2 separate regions of the Rattus norvegicus genome follow, and region 2 is linked to region 1. Evidence: chromatin contacts called from public Hi-C data. All regions are on one chromosome and are shown on one strand. The core of a region is the stretch at or near the end of the contact, and the rest is flanking DNA. Distances in the headings are between cores, read along the strand shown.

Evidence for each region. A called contact is a pair of places that touch in the nucleus more often than the background predicts.
Region 2: a Hi-C map of frontal cortex shows a contact between it and region 1, with 2.8 times the contacts expected there. The contact joins the promoter of Bcl11b here to the enhancer-like site in region 1. A contact is called at or near these places in 3 of 12 Hi-C or Micro-C datasets (the A7r5 cell line, Schwann cells and frontal cortex).

What each region holds. Positions count from the first base shown.
Region 1 is chr6:130,509,113-130,511,812 of GRCr8, forward strand. No RefSeq gene overlaps it. Among named protein-coding and RNA genes, the nearest start is that of Trnap-agg18, 27 kb to the left of the region's middle. Within about 2 kb of position 1,324, at least 7 of the 93 cell types and tissues checked have an H3K27ac peak or open chromatin away from gene starts, as enhancers often do.
Region 2 is chr6:132,689,686-132,692,385 of GRCr8, forward strand. Bcl11b (BCL11 transcription factor B) reads right to left here and starts at 1,417. Exons shown (of 4, transcript NM_001277287.1): 1 at 1,360-1,417. The coding sequence starts at 1,417.

The DNA.
Region 1 (2,700 bases), core at 74-2,573:
CCTGGTGGGGCGGTGAGCTGCAGCACATGCCTGCCTGCAGACTGGACATTCCCTTCCCGGGCCATTGTCTACACCTACTCTGGAAATCCGCTGTTGGCACCTCTGTCCTGACTGACTAAGGCGTGTGAGGGAACAGTATGTTGAAGACTGAGGGTGTAACAAGTTCAGTAGGACCCACACGTGCAGAGTCCTTCCTCGGGAGGTTTTCCATTTTTTTTTTTTTTTTACAGATTTATTCATTTATTATATGTAAGTACACTGTAGCTGTCTTCAGGCACACCAGAAGAGGGCATCAGATCTCTTTACAGATGGTTGTGAGCCACCATGTGGTTGCTGGGAATTGAACTCAGGACCTCTGGAAGAGTAGTCGGGTGCTCTTAACCGCTGAGCCATCTCTCCAGCCCGGTTTTCCTTTTTTTAAAAAAAAAAAACGTTTTGCTGTGTTTGGTAGCACGTGCACATGTGGAGGTCAGAGAGCATCTCATGGGAGTTAATTCCACCATGTGGGGATTGAACTCAGGCCGTTAGGTTTGATGGCAAATGCCTTCAAGCTGAGCCATCTTCCTGGCCCATGGGAAAGCCTTTTAAAAGTCTTTGGCATCCATCATTAATAAGTGCTGGGACCTCCACACCCACCTGACGCCAGTATGGCGTCTAACATCTCGGTCTCTCTTCTCTCAGGCTCTGCTTGCTTATTTTTCCTGACCTGCCCTTGAGGGGTTTCCATTTTTACATGCCTACATTCCCCTTAGTGGCCCCTAAATCTTCATACTCAATGTGGTGTGTCTGTGTGTGTGTGCACCCAGGAGCTTGACCAAATGACAGTGCCCATCCCCCTTCCAAGTGTGGCAGCTTACAGCCTGAACAGAAGACACTAGACATCCACCCAACCGGAGAGGGGGAAGCACGGGTTTCTGGTGGTGCTTGTCTGTCTGGTTCTAATTACAGCTTCTACTGAAGGCTCAAGGGGAGGGTACATGGTGAACAATACGTAGCTCTGTCGGGAGGCAGTGGGCTGGGGGCGGGACAGGAGCAGGGCTGTCAGGAAGAGGAGAAATGGGGACAGGTCCTTGGGAACCTTTGCTCGAGAAGGACTGGATATCCATCTCCATACCCAGGGTCCCCTGCTCATCAGGGCAGGAATGTGTGTGCCTTCTGCCTGCTCCAGTCCCTGAACAACCATGCCACTCAGCAGTAGTGGGACCTGGCCTGTGCCCCGACTAAGATTGGTTCCCCGGGCTTGTGGGGCTTTGGCCTAGCAGCTCGGCCTGACAGCCTGTCACACATATTACTTAGGCCACCTTCTGCTCACTACACTCAGCTGCACCAACAGGACCAACATGTAGGCAGGGAGTCGGATGTTAGCAGGGCGTGGCTTCTCTGTGTACCCATCCATCCAAGCTCAGTGACTGGCAGGAGTGGGATACGTAGGCTGAGCACCCCAGGCCACGTGTGGCCTGCTCAACCCCATGGCTGCTCCCTTCTAGGTGCTCTGAAGCTTTTGTCCCAACTCCTCTGCCCAGCACCGACCTTCAGGCTTCCCCTAATAGATTTGTCTCTTCTGAGATGGTCAAGGTATTTCAGGCTGGGCTATGTCCTCTGTTCTCAAAGCACTCTGGCTCAGTTTTGGTCCTTTGTGTGAATGGGGAGCAGTTCCTGGGAACTTGGGGAGGCTATGTTTTACGTGTCTGTAGGAACCACATGGTGACTGGACCAAGCTCTGTCATGAAGAGCTTCCTGTGTACCGGAGAATGTGCCAGTGTCTAGGACTTTATATCCTAGACATGCTGGTGTATCACATGGATGATCTCTGGGTATTCTCCCAGTAAACCTTTGAAACATACACTCCCCATTGTAGATAGGAAGAAAGGGATATGGAGAGAATACTTTCCAAGGTCTGTACCTTCTGGGCGTCTGAGCCAGTTGCCAGTGACGGGACAGAGCAGGGCTCCTGGCTCTTCAGGCACAGTCCCAGCTCTCTGCAACATTCCGTTCCACTTCTCAAACAACCTGATGGGGATTGGGTCGCTCTAAGGATTCAGAGAAAGCCGACAGTTTGCTTAAGAACATCAGCCGGGAACTGTGGGAGCTAGGATTCAAACCTCTGACTTCTTAAACAGACCTCAAAGAAACAGTTCCTGGGTCTTGAAGTTTGAGTACCGATGAGTCCTCAAAGCAGAAACCACCTGCTGTGTCCCAGTCCAAGCTTGTGGGAAAAGGTTCTGACCTGAAGGTTCTTGTTTCTGTTTACTGAGCACCATGACAGGAAACCCAGCTGGGGGAGCCTGGTAACTGAAAGGTTCTTACAGAGTTGAAGGGAGAACCCCTTACAGTAGTAATCACTTCCTCACTTTCTCTCATGTCTTCACCCCCTGGCTAGGGCAGGTTCTGACTGAGAAAAGCAATCAGGGCCAAAGGAAGCATAGCGTAAGCTGGCCCTAGAAAGTGGCTTCTGGGTTTCAACACACTGTTGTTGGCCTATAACTCATATGATAAAAAAAAAAAAAATCCTGAATTTGTTATCACTGCCCCAATACCTCCTTAGCTCTGGGTTGCTAAGATCATCAAGGGAGATCAATACCAAATTTACATTTGGTGTTAACAGTTTATCCGTCTGAGGAGCAGACTCAATTCAGAGTAATGCCCATGATCCTAAAACAAAAAGTTCCTCCTGCTTTAGAGAGCAAAGGGAAGATTCAG
Region 2 (2,700 bases), core at 167-2,666, 2.2 Mb after region 1:
AGAGCCCCTTTATATATTTATTTATTTATTTAAATTCTTTAAAATATAACATAAATATTCGGCTCTCGACTGCAGGGCAGTCAGTCCTCAGCGGCGGCCCGTCATTCACAGGCTTCTCCAGCTCCAGCGCGGGGAGCCCGGCCCCAACGCAGTGAGGTGAGCGAAGAATTGCAAGATTACAACCTGCCTGAGGTCTCGATGGCACCCAGAGGAAATTTTATTTCTATTGCAATAAAAAAAATAATAAATAAAAAGCAACCGCAACCAAAAGAGAAAAAAAAAAAACCCGCGGGGAGAGACTCGCGCTGGCTGCGGCCAGGGCGTCCCAGAGCTCTGCAAGCCGACCTCGCTGGTGGCAGCGCCGGGACCCGGCGGGTTCCGGGAGAACTGTGTACCTGCGCGGCTCGCGCTGGCGTTTTCTTTTCTAAACGAACCCAGCTGGGGCGTTGGAAGCCGCTGAGTGTCTGCCCTGCTGCCTGACTTTGCCAGCCCCGCCACTTGCTTGAAATCCGGCGGATTTGCACTGCGACCTGCCTTGTTTATTTAGATGGGGAAGATGAAAGATACAGAGATAGAGAGATGGATAAGAGGATGATAGGTATTTTCTCCCCTTCCTTTTTTTTTTCTCCTCTTCATTTTTACTGTTACAAGAGCATCCCTCTTTTCCCACTCATGACTCTTTTTTTTAACTCGTGGCGGGGATTTTTTTTCACCAACCCAAAACCTCCCCCCACACCTTTTTTTTTTTTTTGAGTTGGGGGGGAAAGAAGACAAGACCGTCCCAGGAGACGGAGGTGGGGAAATGAGGAGGGGGTGCTCCAGCCCAGCAAACAGCTGCGCAGCTGGATTCTTTTGCAAATAGCGAGAGGAGGGGAGGGGACGGCGGCTTCGGAATCCTAGCAGCGGCGCGGTCGGCGCCCTGCCTGGCGGGGCGCAGCGACCGGGAACCCGAAGCCCGCGGCTACCCCTTTACCCTGCGGGTCCTCGGGTCCAGGGCTCACTCGGGGCTCCGTCCGCCCGCTTCTCCGAGCGCGGACCCACGCGCTCGCCAACTTTTCCCGGTTCCCCCTCCCCCTCCGCTCCCCGGCCCCCTCCCCCTCCTCTCCAAACCCCGCCACCAGCGCCGCCGCCGCCACACACGCCGCTTGGAGGGCCGAGCGTCCAGCCGGGCTCGGCGCGCACAGCCGCCTGCAAGCCCGCGCACCCCCTCCCCGGCCCGGAGCCCGCGGCGGCTGCCCCCGGCTGCAGAGAAACTTTCCCAGAGCCCCACGCTCGGCCTCTGAGCCCGGTTTGGTGTCCCCAGCCCCGGGCGCCCGGAGCCCCAGCCGCCGGCCCCTCGCGCGTGCGGCGGACACTTACGCGTGATGAGTTCCCTCTGGGACAAGTGCTGCGGGTTGCCCTGTTTGCGGCGGGACATTGCCCCGGCATCTATTCTGGCATCGCCCGGAAAGCTGCACAGATGCGGGCCGGGGAGGGGGTCTGAGCCGCCGCCGCCGCCGCCGCGCCTCCTCCTCCGCCCGGGTTGGTGCCTCTGCCCTTCCTCTCTTCCTCCTCTTCTTCTTCTTCTTCGTCTTTATTTTGCTTTTTCTTCTGGGCTGTGTTTTTGTTTTTGTTTTTGCAAAAAGAAAAAAGAAAAAGCCAGGAAGATGGCTTGCTCTAAAATAGAGAAAGGCTAAAATAAATTATAAAGCTGCTGTTGCTCGCCGCGGGCTGGCCGGTTTCTTTAAAAATATATTCTTTTGGAGGAAAAATATCTCTCACACTTCTTCAAAGTGCTTGGCCTCTTAGACTTGTAAATGTCTTCTTGAAGTTACGCCGGGTTTTGCACCGGCCTCTGACACTTTTCTTTCGGGGTCTGGTAGGTGGAACGCGCACTTCCACCCAAGGGGAGGGGGGAGGAAAAATGCAAACAAATTTCAAAAAAGCAAAAAAAAAAAAAAAGGCAAAGAAAACTTGGGGACTTGTCTCGTACCCCCTCACCCCGCCCCCTCAAAAAACCCGAAAGCAATGAAAAACTGCCTTGGTTCGGTTCTTTCTGGGTTTTCTGCGCGCTGCCTGCTTTTTTTCTTTCTCGGAGGCTGACCCCTCCGAGGCTCTGGGGGACTCCGGGAGCGGCTCCTTCCCGGGTCACCTGGCAGGCTGGCGCCGGCCGGAGGGGCTGCGGGTCCCCGCGTGCGCTCCCCAGCGCTGCCCGGCGCCGCCGGCCCAGGGGGAGCGGGACTGCGGGGCGGCTCGCCCAATGCGCCCGGGTCGGTGCGGGCGTGGACGGGAGCTATAGATTGCAACGTGAAGATGGCGGAGTCCGGGTTCTCCGGGAGCTCTCGGTCTCTCTGTGGCTGGGGCTGCCTCTGTACAATGGGATAAAATTCAAGTTCAAGTGCGGACGTGACGTTTAATCTGCTCTAGAGACAAAAAGACCCAGAGAGTCGGAGCACTGGGGGCGACTAGCGGTGGCTTTTTAACATTGTACCCTGTAAGAGAACAAGAAAGCACACACCGAGACACGCGCGCGCGCACTCACACACACTCGCCAGTGCGCACACCCGCAACCCAGGCCGGCCACACGTGCAAACTACTGTTTTTGTGAGCTGGTCTTATCACCGAGCACCGGCTTCGCAAAAGTGGGGGTGGGGGGGAGTAAATAAAATAAAATCTTGTCCCCACTCACTCTTCCTCCCCCGGGAGCCGGACTCCCTGAGA